Linked DNA regions of Oncorhynchus mykiss: region 1 is linked to region 2. The links are chromatin contacts, called in public Hi-C maps. All regions are on one chromosome and are shown on one strand. The core of a region is the stretch at or near the end of the contact, and the rest is flanking DNA. Distances in the headings are between cores, read along the strand shown.

Region 1 (6,157 bases), core at 3,008-5,507, 42 kb after region 2:
GAAGTTGACCCCCCCATGCCTGCTCTTCTCTCAGTCCCGCTCTTTCATACAAAGAGTTAATTTACACTTTCATTGTTTTTCTTTCCTTTAACCGTATGAGCAATCAGATGAGACTGATAACGCCCTATGTAGCGGCTGGCAGAGCAGAGAGGTTCATGGAGTTTTATAGAAGTTATGAGGTGTTGTTACCTATGATTTAGTGACACTACTCACATTAGTGTTGGAACATTGGCCAATGGTGAGCGTTTTTTTTAAATGTTTTTTTTTGTGTTTTTTTACTGTTGTTTGTGGAGATGGAGAGTTAGGGGAGTGCATCATTGTCCATCAGGTGAGGGGTTGGATCTGTTGTGAATGCTTATTAAGGGTTATTATAATCTGATCAGGGATGTGTTGGATAGAGTCCCGGATGTGAGCTGAGTCTGGTTCTCACAAACCAAAAACCACAGCTGGTACTGACTGCCATGAGACCCACAGCTCACCACTGGATAGTTTGGAGCTGCATGTTGCATCTCACTGATCTAAGGTCAGATTTGTCTTCCCCCCCAATGGTAAAGGTTCTAGTTTTGGGATGGTTAACTGACCCCAGATCTTTGTGTATGCTTCTTTACCATGCACACCCTCTTCCTCTTAAACCTCTCTGGGCCCTAATCTTTACCCTTTGAACTCTTTCCTGCACCCCTCTGCAGTGAAAAAAAAACGTGGTATCTTCCACAGTTCCCAGAGGTGAACCCTGTGAGGCACCGAACTCCGGAAGAGGAGATCAGGGAGAGTTAGAGGGGGGTTGGGGTTACTGTATGTTAGCACAAATCATAAAGAGGAGGAAAATGTTTTGGATGTTTTTTTCTCTCTTTTGTTTTAGATTCCTCCCTCCTCTCTACCCTCACTGCAATCTATTACATTGTTGTGCTCTTTGCTCCATGGAGTTCCGCTCCACTTCATGGAATCCAGGGAAAGCGGTTTCCTCCTGGTGTGCGTTTGTCCTGGGCCGGGCCCGTTGCTCTCAACCGCGCCTCTCGGCTCAGGAAAGCCGGCGTTTGGCGAGGCTGCTGCACTCTGATAGCATGCCAGAATAAACACACATCAGAGAGGGGAGGGGGAGTAGAGAAAATGAGAGGGAAATAGAGAGGGGAGGGGGAGTAGAGGGAGGAATTAGAGGATTTAAACTCTGGTTTATATAATGTCAGTGGTTCCCAGGTTCTCACCTGTTGCTCTTCGAGTTTGACTTTCTGAAAAATGCATGAATCAATTCTCACCGGTTACTATTGTTGTTAGGCTATGTAGAGGACCACTGATCGACAGCAACATACAGGTAACTGCCAAAATAAAAACCGTCATTTAGCAGACGCTCTTATCCAGAGCGACTTACAGGAGCAATTAGGGTTAAGTGCCTTGCGCAAGGGCACATCGACATATATTTTTCACCTAGTCGGCTCAGGGGTTTGAACCTGCAACCTTTTGGTTACTGGCCCAACGCATTTAACCACTAGGCTACCTAATGCCCCAGCATAGTGTCTTTTTCTTATCTATAATTTTTTTGTATTTCACCCCCTTTTTCTCCCCAATTTTGTGATATCCAATTACGATCTTCTCTCATCGCTGCAACTCCCCAACAGGCTCGGGAGAGGTGAAGGTCGAGTCATGCGTCCTCCGAAACATGACCCACCTTAACCCGGAAGCCAGCCGCACCAATGTGTTGGAGAAAACACCATTCAACTGACGACCAGTGTCAGCTTGCAGGTGCCCGGCCCGCCACAAGGAGTCGCTAGAGCGTAAAGAGCCAAGTAAAGCCGTCCCAGCCAAACTTTCCCTTCACCTGTACGTCGCTGGTCCAATTGTGCACCGCCCTATGGGTCTCCCGGTCACGGCCGGTTGTAACATAGCCTGGAATCGAACCCGGGTCTGTAGTGACCCGGATTGGAGCTTGGTTTGGTTCAGCCAGGCTCTTAAACAGACCACTGAGCCACTTGGGAGGCCCCCAACATAGTGTCTTAAACCTCTTAGGGATCACTTACGGCTAGAATCCAGTTACCTGGATCGATTTGACAACATCCGTTCAATTGCAGAGTGCGAAATTTAAAAATACTAAATTTGTAATATTAAACATTCATGAAGATACAAGTGTCTTACATCATTTAAAAGCTTAACTTCTTGTCAATCCAGCCACTTTGTCAGATTTCAAAAAGGCTTTACGGCGAAAGCACACCATGCAATTATCTGAGGACAGCGCCCCACATACAAAAACAAGAAAAACATTTTCCAACCAAGCAGATGCATCACGAAAGTCAGAAATAGCGATAAAATAAAACGCTTACCTTTGAAGATCTTCATCTTTTTTCAATCACAAGGTCTGTTACACAATGAATAGTCGTTTATAGTCCTTTATATCCCAAACATTTCCGTTTTATTTGGCGCGTTTAATTCAGAAATACACCTGTTCCAACTCACCCAACATACCTACAAAGGATCTAATAAGTTACCTGTAAACTTGGTCCAAACATTTCAAACAACTTTTCTAATCCAACCTCCGGTACCCTAATATGTAAATAATCGATAAAATTTAAGACGTAATAAACTGTTTTCAATACCGGAGGAAAACGAGCAGCGCAGTCTCATTCACGCCCACCAAAACACTAGAGTCCACCTGAGTGACACTTAGAAAGAATATGAATACTTCATTTTTAGAAGAAAAAAAAAACATCAAACTATTTCTAAAGACTGTTGACATCTAGTGGAAGTCATAGGAACTGCAATCTGTCCTCTGGGTTTCGCCTGCCAAATCAGTTCTGTTGTACTCAGACATTATTTTAACAGTTTTAGAAACTTTTGTGTTTTTTATCCAATACTACCATGCATATCCTAGCTTCTGGGCCTGAGTAACAGGCAGTTTACTTGGGCACCTCAGTCATCCAAACTTCTGAATACTGCCCCCTAGCCTTAAGAAGTTTTAATAGGGTGTTGGGCCACCATGTGCCTTAACCGCTTCAATGCACCTTGGCAAGTGTATTTACCTCTATCGGAGGAATGCAACTTCATTCTTCCACAAGAAATTCCATAATTTTGTGTTTTGTTGATGGTGGTGTAAAACGCTGTTTCAGGCGCCGCTCCAGAATCTTCAGAAAGTGTTCAGTTTGGTTGTGATCTGTTGGCTGAGATGGCCATGGCATGTGTTTTCATGCTCATTAAACCATTCAGGGACCACTCTTGCCGTGGGGATGGGGGCATTGCCATACTATAAGGGCATAGCCACGGTAGCCAAAATAATGGCCTGCCCAGCATTTTTATGCATGACCGTAAGTAATGATGGGATGTTAATTGCTTAATTAACTCAAGAACCACACCTGTGTGGAAGCACTTGCTTTCAATATGCTTTGTATCCCTCATTTACTCATGTGTTTCCATTATTTTGGCAGTTACATGTATAACTCAAGGCTCACCATCTCCAGGTATACAATTATAGCTATGCAGCTGCAGAAACAAAGAAAAGCAAGCAATTTAGGTACAATTTTGAACAATGTGACGTGTGACATTGTTTGACATGTGAATGAAGAAAATTCCAACTGTCCTTAACTTCAAAGTGGACATGGATGGGGACGTGAGGGTTAACTGTGCAGTGTTATGCCAAGTCTTAGCCGTTATGTTAACTGCTTAGTGATGGAATGGACTGGCTCGAACCAAGAGCGTTGTTTGAAGAGTGGGAGAGCGACAGAGGGAGGGTGAAAGAGGGGGGAAAGGGGAAAATACCTACTTTTCACTCTTTGCAAATGAACAAGAGTCAACTGTAGTGTATTTGTATGTATATTTTGTGTTGATTTATCTCCTGTCCATTAAGTTTAAACAGACGTTACCAACAACTGGAGAGCCTCAACTGTAAACGGCATGAAAAGACAGAGAGAAATAAAGTGACATAAGGAATATGCATGCATGCTGCATACAGTACACTGTTGATGTGGGCTGCTCTTGTGAAACTGCTCTGGGTTAAGCTGCGGATAGAGGTCTACCTGTTACTCCCCCCACGCACACACCAACACTGACTTGTATACATTCTCGCACTCAAAACAGCTCTTAAAACTTGCTGGGAGATTTAGTTAGCAGAGTGAAAAGTTAGTCAAACTCTCTCTCCCAGCTCTAGCAAAACCTTTTTTTTTTTTTTAAACCAGAGGAACAAGAGGGGGAGAGCGAGAGAAACGATTGGACCCTGTAAATGTTGTTCTGGCCTGTGATTGGGGAAAGCCTGTTGCTAGGCTTATGTCATTGTATGAGAGGGAGTTTTTTGCTTCCTCTCTGCTAAGCGAAAGGTCAGGTTTGAACTGGTTAGGAGGACTTCTACCACTTGTTGAACTTCCCCACGGTTTTGTGATTTGGTCTCTCCGCTCTCTTGTATTTTCATCGCATGTTAAAAACCCTGCAGACACTTTTGGGGCACATAATGTGTACAGCTTTAGTTTTGGCTTCCTTTCTCTTTCTCTTTTAATTCCTTTGACTTGTATCCTCTTTTTATTGGCAAAAGCAGCTAAAAAGTTTGCATTTACAATTGCCATCTTCTAAACTTTTTTCAAACTTTTTTCCTAATTGCCCAAGTGTTTAAATGCTACTCTTTGAATAATTTATTTTTACAGGCTCTCTTAAAATGAAAATATAAATAGTTATAGAGTAGGTACAAAATCACACAATATCATGTGTTACATATTTGCATGTATTATACATGTTAATTACTTTTGTCAAAGTTAAGGGAGTGACACTGAAATTCCTCTCTACATTCTCTTATGGAGTTGTCCTTTCATGTTGGTTGAATTTCAAGTTGAGAGGGATCAATGTTTTGGAATTCGAACCGGAGCTTGAACTTGTGACTGGTCTGATGTTTGCTGTTTGTTTATTCAGGGCCCATTCTAATCTTAATTACTTTTATCCTGTCCATCAAATGTTATAAAAATCACAAACCAGTTGCATGGATGTGATAGAGACCTGTTAGTAAACTATTAACTAACTTACTCCTCTCGAACCCCAGCCACCACACCCAAGTATGTAATATTTCTATGTCTACCATTGTTTGTCTTATCTGTAGCTTAGAATGTATTCCCAGTCAGTTGTAACAGTAGGATATTAACTAATGTGTGACAATGCTCTCCACGAGTCCTGTGTGTGCGTGTTTTGAGAGAACTGCTATGACATAATGTTAGACGCCACCAGATATCACAGCAATGAGTTAATGATGTCAAACCCTCTACACCGGTCAGTTAGACTGCTCATTCAGACTCAGTGAAGAGAGGACCACGTCCAATCCCTCTGTCCCTTCTTCTCAGAGGCTCACTATCTGCACTGTGAGAACCAGCTTGAGAAGGATCCCTGCAGGCTCTCTACCAGCCTCCCACGGCAGTCTAACAAATCATCATGATGTTATAGTAACCGCCGCCCCCACTACGCCCCTGGCTGGAGTGGGTACAGTAAAGCCCCCGAGTAGGTGGTGGTGTGGTAGGGCTGTGTACGCCCCTGAAAATAGTGTTTGGCCCTGTCCCTTGTCCGGGGGGCTGGGGGCCAGTCGGGGCCCTAGCCTAGGCTAACTCTTTTATGTGAAAAGGGCATGTCGTAAGCTGAACGCTGACCAGGCCTCTTCTGCTCTGCAACTTTGCTGAGCCATGGGGCTCACACACTGTGCTCGCTCTGCTGCTGGGAAACTGTAGAGTGCTGACTCCAGCCCCAGGGCATGTTTACCCCAACCCTCGCCCCTCCCTAGGGGTAACAGGAGTGTTGGGGGGGGGGGGGGGGGGGGGGGGTGGTATCGTCACACAATGAGTCTGCCAAATGGCGTGCTATGTATCTAGCCAGGCCCATATCAACCAGGCAGCCAGGCTCTTAACCAAAGTGTTAGATTGGAGCTTGGTTCAGATCAGCTTGGTGATAAACAACAATCTGGGCTCCCTCACACCACCACTCCTAATATAACTTGTTTTAGCAGGTTTTTATTTGGTTCTTCCACCCCTGCCTTGAATGTATTATTAGATAATATTAATATGATCAGCCTTCCAGTGGCGTTGTGCTTCTAATGAGGTTGTTGTTGGTATCTCTGCCATGGAACACTTGACCTGGCTAGATGTGCTGCAGTAATAAGCAATTATCACAATTATGCAGCTGCTATTTACCACCACTAATTTATAATACA
Region 2 (6,970 bases), core at 3,057-5,556:
CAGAGAGGCCCAGCTCAGAGAGGCCCTGCTCATGAGCTCCATCTTCAGCAGATTTTAATTTAGAAATCAAAATAAATGTGTGTTTGCAACAAATGTTAGTGCATCGAATCGTATAGCACTGAATCACATCGATTAGTTTTCTAATCAAACCGAATCTCACTGGATCGTTTCAAACTAAAACATATATCGGTGCCCATGCCAAGAGTGTGCAAAGCTGTCATCAAGGCGGCTACTTTGAAGAATCTCAAATATAAAATCTATTTAGATTTAACACATTTTTTGGGTTACTACATGATTCCATATGTGTTATTTCATAGTTTGTCTAAACTATTATTCTACAATGTAGTAAAAATAAAGGACAACCCTTGAATGAGTAGGTGTTCTAAAACTTTTGACTGGTAGTGTACAGAGGGCTGGTTTCCCAGAATCTTCTTAGTTCAATACTAGGCTTAATCTGTGACTGGGAAACAGCCCTGTGTGTGTGAGTGAGAAGGGGAGAACTACTCATTCAGACAATACGACTTGCTAAATTTCAAGTTCACGGTCTCTTAGATTGATCCTTGTGTTTGTCTACTGTCTAAGGCTTGGTCTCTAAGACCTTGAAGGGATTGTACTTTGCACAGTGACGTGCTCTCACCTTTCTGTAGGCCTAAGCCTTGAAACACTGTAAAGACTTTGCCTTAATATGGATGTTGTTGTTCTGTATTTTTCCTCCAGTCTTTCTCAGTGTTTGTTGTGTGAGTGGAGCGTGGAACATCTGACACTGTACCAAAATGGTCAGTGCTATCCTTGATCCTTGGGACCTCCCTACCCTACACTAGACTGGGTGGTGGCACACGTGAGTGTTGTCTCTTTATGACATGTGCCCAAGTAGACAGAACCCACACGTGTTTCTTTTTGAAAGAGGAAATATGAGTGTTCCTCTTTTCTAAAGTCAGCGGTTATTAAAAATGTGAAGACGAGAGGGGGGGATTATGGAAACCACGTCTCAGCGGTATGAAACACGTGTGTACGTATTTGAGGATCTGTTGATTGCCTATTCTTTCACATCCACTCATGCTAGTTGTTTATTTTGTGTGTGTGTGTACCACTAGCACTGATGTCCTAGCAGTAGGGGGTCTGTTTTAAACATAGCAAGCAGGAAGTCTGACTCGGGTCTCTCTATCCCTCATTCTAACTGATGATGATGATGATGAACCGGACAGCCATTACTGAGGTAACATAACGTCCTGTTCATCATGTTCTTTCTCACTCTGTGTTTGAGTCCCGGGTCCCTCACAACACGACACGCCCCCGGTTCCACCAGTCAACCACTCAAGTAATGCACAGATTACCTCACACCACTGTCGGCACGACGACTGACCTACTCTTAGCTACAGTACATACTGTTACTGCACAGTCATCAGGATAGCATGTCTTATCATTTTTGTCTGGGAGAGTGAGGCCGGTAGTTATCTAGAGAACATTGTGTGAATACACATAGGTTTTAAAGTCTTAGCTGGTGGTTAAACAGGGTTTCATCTTAAACCAAACCCTCTTTGTCCTATCCTAACCATGACCTCTTGCCACACTAGAGAAATCCCTTCAGTTTGTCCTTATATTTGTCCACAGATGGCCTGGATTTTAGCTGAGCTGGTAGAGGTGGTGGACATGTGTAGAATTTGTGACACCACCACTGATCATGATCGATGTTACATCAAGCGCTTGAAAGTACAGACTAGTGTAGTGAGTTTCCCCATGGATAGTCTACAGTTTGTATGGATCAGCCCTATATCCTACAATTGATGACAAGTTCAGGAATGGAATATGATGGGCATCCATCCTCAAAGAAGATGAGAGAGACTGCATCCAACCCACGTCATCATGGATTGATTAGGTGGTGCTGGTTCTAATGCTGAGGTGGTGAACAGTGGAGCTTTGTAAGAGCTTTATAGTGGGTGTGAAGGCTTACTGCGGGCTTATGTAACTGGTGTTCACAACAGAGCATCAGAACTAGGCCGGGTTCAAAATTCCATTTCAGATCTCGGAGGACAAAGTTTACATTAGGCTGAAAATGTTTGGAAACAATGCTGTTTGTCGTGTAATGATGGCACATGGAGAGGAGAAGGAGGAGCATGGAGGCCGATGAGAGGAAAGCAGAGGGAGAGGGGCAAGTGAGATACAGACGGCAAAAGAGGAAGTGGAATGAAAAGTTGAGAGGATATAACCGAGTAGAGGGAGGGAAATAAAAAATCTAGTTGGGCAGAAAGATCTCGGGAGAGGCACAGAAAAGGAGATGAAAGGAGAGGGAGGAAAATAGTTTCTGAGGATAGCTCGGCCAGGGCAGGCTGAGACCTATAGAGAGAAGGAAAAACAACTTTTCCTACTCTAATCTATCATTTGTTGGCAGCGTGCCACACCTTGTCTGTGTTTCTCAGTTGTTGTTGCAGTCAACACACACGGAACTGAACCCCTTATGAAACCAGAGGGGTATCCTATGACGCAAGTTAGATCTATTAGATTTATAAAGCTAACCAGCTTCAGTACTGCGTACAGTGTATTCGGACACTGACCTTTTCCACATTTTGTTACGTTACAGCCTTACTCTAAAATGGATCAAATCGTTTTTTAATAAACTGAAATATAACATTTTACGTACGAATACAGACCCTTTACTCAGTACTTTCTTGGCAACGATTACAGCCTTGAGTCTTCTTGGGTATGACGCAACAAGCTTGGCACACCTGTTTCTCTCATTCTTCTCTGCAGATCCTCTCAAGCTCTGTCAGGTTGGATGAGAAGTGTCGCTGCAGAGCTATTTTCAGGTCCCTCCAGAAATGTTAGATCTGGTTCAAGTCCGGGCTCTGGCTGGGCCACTCAAGGACATTGAGGCTTGTCCCGAAGCCACTCCTGTGCTGTGTGCTTAGGGTTGTTGTCCTGTTGGAAGGTGAACCTTTGCCCCAGTATGAGGCCCTGAACACTCTGGAGCAGGTTTTCATCAAGGATCTCTCTGTACTTTGCTCTGGTCATCTTTCCCACGATCCTGACTAGTCTCCCAGTCCTTGCCTCTGAACCACTTCCCCACAGCATGATGCTGTTGCCACCATGCTTCACCATAGGGATGGTGCCAGGTTTCCTCCAGACATTACGCTTGGCATTCAGGCCAAAGGGTTCCATCTTGGTTTCATCAGACCAAAGAATCTTGTTTATCTTGGTCTGAGAGTCCTTTCCTTTAGGTGCCTTTTGGCTAACTCCAAGTGGGCTGTCATGTGCCATTCACTGAGGCGTGCCTTCCGTCTGGCCACCAACGTAAAGGAATGATTTGGTGGAGTGCTGCAGAGATGGTTGTCCTTCTGGATGGTTCTCCCATCTCCACATAGGAACTCTGGAGCTCTGTCAGAGTGACCATTAGGTCCTTGGTCAGTGAGGTGACCAAGGCCCTTCTCCCCTGATTTGCTCAGTTTGGCCGGGCGTCCAGCTCTAGGAGTCTCAGTGGTTCCGAACTTCTTCTATTTCTTCTATTTTAAGAATGATAGGTTGAGGAACAATTTTGATTTTATCAATTTTAGAATAAGGCTGTAATGGAAAAAGTCAAGTGGTCTGAATACTTTCCGAATGCACTGCATGTGTGTTTCTGTGTACAGGTGGCCATCTGAAAAACATGCTGTCATCACCCATTCTTTCCTCACTAATATTTCTCCTCTCGTCAGTTCTCTCAGCAAATGCAAACACACACATGACAGAACAACTGAGTCTTTTTGGTTTCGCCTGTAGCAATCTAGTTGTCATATTGGATAATTTATGTTGTCATTTAATAACATCTGTGGAATTAAGGTTTGTTATGCTCATGAGAATACTTTTTTGGAACAGATTTGGGGTCAGTTTCAAGAAACACTCAAATATTTTGAGGGCTCTTCCTGTAATGACTTTCTATTACATAAATCAACTGCGGAGAGGGACGAGGGAAGTAACTGCTGAGAGAGGGATGTTTGTTCTTTTGTGTGTGTGTTAAGGTGTTTTATGTGGGATGTACAGTGTCCTTTTCTGAGGTGGTTGTCGAGCTGGTGATGCCTCATCATGGCAGTGTGCTGAACACATCTGTTATGAGCCCTCCACACCCTGACATCAGCTTACTCAGTAACTCTGGACACTGTGTGTGTTAAGAGAGGATTTGTGTGTGTGTGTGTCTGAGTCTCCTCCCTTCTGCAGGCATGCATCCAGTTCCTATTAATACTAGGTTCTGACCTCTCCTTTATTCTCTCCATCCATCATGCTGAAGACTTGCAGAAAACAGTGAGAGAACAGAGAGAGCAGCAAAACAACAAGCTCGCTCCTCCCCCTCAGCCGCTCCCATTGGCTCAGACACACAGCCTGATCTGGCTGTCATTGGCCAGATGCAGACACACCTCTAGAATCTGTTTGTGTTCTGCAAGAAACATAACTAACAGTCAAGGGAGGGGTGAGATATAGGAGGGTGTGGGAGGGGGGGTGTAGATTGGATATGGGATTCTCGAAAACATCCATTGAACCATTTTCAAAAACTTCTAGGAAATGTGTGTGTGTGTGTGTGTGTGTGAGAGAGAAACCAGGCCAACCTTATTTAGTCAGCAGTATTTATGGGCCCCTGTGCTCAACTGGGGGCGTGTTGTTTCCCCTTTTAAAAAGGTTGGCCAACAACTTGGACTTAAATAACTCCGTACACACACAGTAGATCTTTGTTTAGATAGAAAAAGCAACATCTTCATAGCTGCAATAATGCTAACGATGTTGACTTGTTTTTGTGGTTGAAAAGCCCAACTGTGTAACCAACAGACATGAATCACCGCCTGCTATTCAAGTGTCAATCTGTCAACTTACAGTGCCTTCAGAAAGTATTCACACATTGTGTTGTTACAACGTGAATTTAAAATGGATTACATTTAGATTTTGTGTCATTGATCTACACACCATACCCCGTAATGTCACAGTGGAATTTTGTTTTTATAAATGTTTACAAATGAATTACAAAAGAAAAGTCTTGACCCTTTTGTTATGGCAAGCATACATGAGTACAAATGTTGCTTAACAAGTCACATAGGTTCCATGTACTCACTCAGTGTGCAATAATAGTGGTTCATTTGATATTTGAATGACTACCTGATCTCTGTACCTCACACACAGTTATCTTTAAGGTCCCTCAGTTGAGCAGTGAATTTCAAACAGATTCAACCAGGGAGGTAAAACAAAAATCAGACATTGAAAATCACTGAGTATGGTAAAGTTATTAATAACACTATGGACGGTGTATCAATACACCCAGTTACTATAAAGATTCAGGTCTCCTTCCTAAAAGAAAATGGCTGTGATAGAACTAAGGATGGATCAACAACATTCTAGTTACTCCACAATACTAACCTAATTGACAGAGTGTAATAAAGAAGCCTGTATAGAAGAAAAGTATTCCTAAACATGTATCCTGTTTTGCGAAGACTAGGGAGTTTTTTTTTTAGGATTGAAGGAACTGAATGGCGCTACGCACAGGCAAAATCCTAGAGGAAAACCTGGTTCACTCCACTTTCCAACAGACACTGGGAAACAAATTCACCTTTCAGCAGGAAAATAACCTAAAACTCAAGCCCAAGTATACACCAGAGTTGCTTACCAAGACAACATTGAATGTTCCTGAGTGGCCTAGTTACAGTTTTGACTTAAGTCAGCTTGAGAATCCACTTAAAAATTGCTGTCTAGCAATGATCAACAACCAACTTGACAGAGCTTGGAGAATTCTGAACATAATAATGGGAAAATATTGTACAGTCCAGGTGTGCAAAGCTCTTACCCAATAAGACTAACAGCTGTAATCATTGCAAAGGTGATTCTAATAATAGTATGTCTTGACTCCGGTTGAATACTTATCAAGATACTGTATAATAGTGTTTAATTTTCCATACACTTTTTAAATAAATCTTAAGAATAGTGGCCTAGAAGGTTTGGTGGGGTCTGGTACAGTAGGTCTGTGGAGGGGAACAGAGACTGTGAGAGGACCTGCTTTCTGGTTATCTATTGCTGGTGTTCATAGACTCGGGTGATGGTGGGATTAAGGCCTGTTCGGGTCTTATTTTGAAATCGGAGTGAGATATAGGGAGATTTTGGCCTTGTTCCAATATCTAGGAAATTCATCCGTCTTTCTTTAAGAACAGACTGCTCTGAGAGGGACTGGATTGGTTAGTCCTGGGTCATAGGCAGCTGAGCGGTTCTGGTCTCTATACTCCAGAATAGGTTTGCCACTATGTATCATTGTGTATGTGCTTGCTCATATGTGCATATTATTGCATACCTTTGTGTTCTCTGTCGTGTGTGTGTTGTTCACATAACCCAGTTCAAGGGCGGGGATGTGTGCCACTAGTGTTATGAAAGTGGAGAGCACCGTGTCAACCCATCCTTGTTTACCACTTACCAAGTGTGTGTGTGAGAGAGTGGTATGTGTTATTGATAGCTATTAAAGACCCTTTGGATCACATGCAGGGGTGTGTCAAGGGTGTGTGTGCGCATGTTTCTGTGCGCATATTTTTCACAGAGCACTTCTTGCCAATGTGACCAAGGCTAAAGGTGGAGCCAGGAGACCATAACTCTCATAATCTGAGCTGCTATTCACAATGTCCCCACTGTGGGGGTAAAACACACCTCCATTTTCCATGTTGCTTATAGGGCTGAGAATTTCCAGGGACATCACAATACGATATTATCACAATACTTTAGTGACGATACGATATGTTTTGCGATTCTCAATTCTATATGTATTGCAATTCGAAACGGATTTTATTGTAAGTCGATGTTCCAAACATATTTCTCACCATATGTCTGCTGCAGAGGAACAAGAGAAGCCATGAGAACGTTTTGTTCAGTCATGGAAATGAAAGTGCAGAAAACAAATTGGCTTCCTAATTAAGGTGAACAAGCTATGAAGGTGTGCAGGTACAGCCAACTAGCACCAAAATAACATTGTCGATAT

What was found. A called contact is a pair of places that touch in the nucleus more often than the background predicts.
Region 1: a Hi-C map of liver shows a contact between it and region 2, with 4 times the contacts expected there. The contact joins two enhancer-like sites. A contact is called at or near these places in 3 of 3 Hi-C or Micro-C datasets (blood and liver).

What each region holds. Positions count from the first base shown.
Region 1 is chr4:26,742,489-26,748,645 of USDA_OmykA_1.1, forward strand. The region is part of intron 2 of sesn1 (sestrin-1); the gene reads left to right. Among protein-coding and RNA genes, the nearest start is that of LOC110522364, 12 kb to the right of the region's middle. Within about 2 kb of position 4,258, at least 7 of the 11 cell types and tissues checked have an H3K27ac peak or open chromatin away from gene starts, as enhancers often do. A contact at or near this core is called in liver, where this site is marked.
Region 2 is chr4:26,700,140-26,707,109 of USDA_OmykA_1.1, forward strand. All of the region lies in intron 2 of sesn1 (sestrin-1), which reads left to right. Among protein-coding and RNA genes, the nearest start is that of sesn1, 17 kb to the left of the region's middle. Within about 2 kb of position 4,307, at least 8 of the 11 cell types and tissues checked have an H3K27ac peak or open chromatin away from gene starts, as enhancers often do. A contact at or near this core is called in liver, where this site is marked.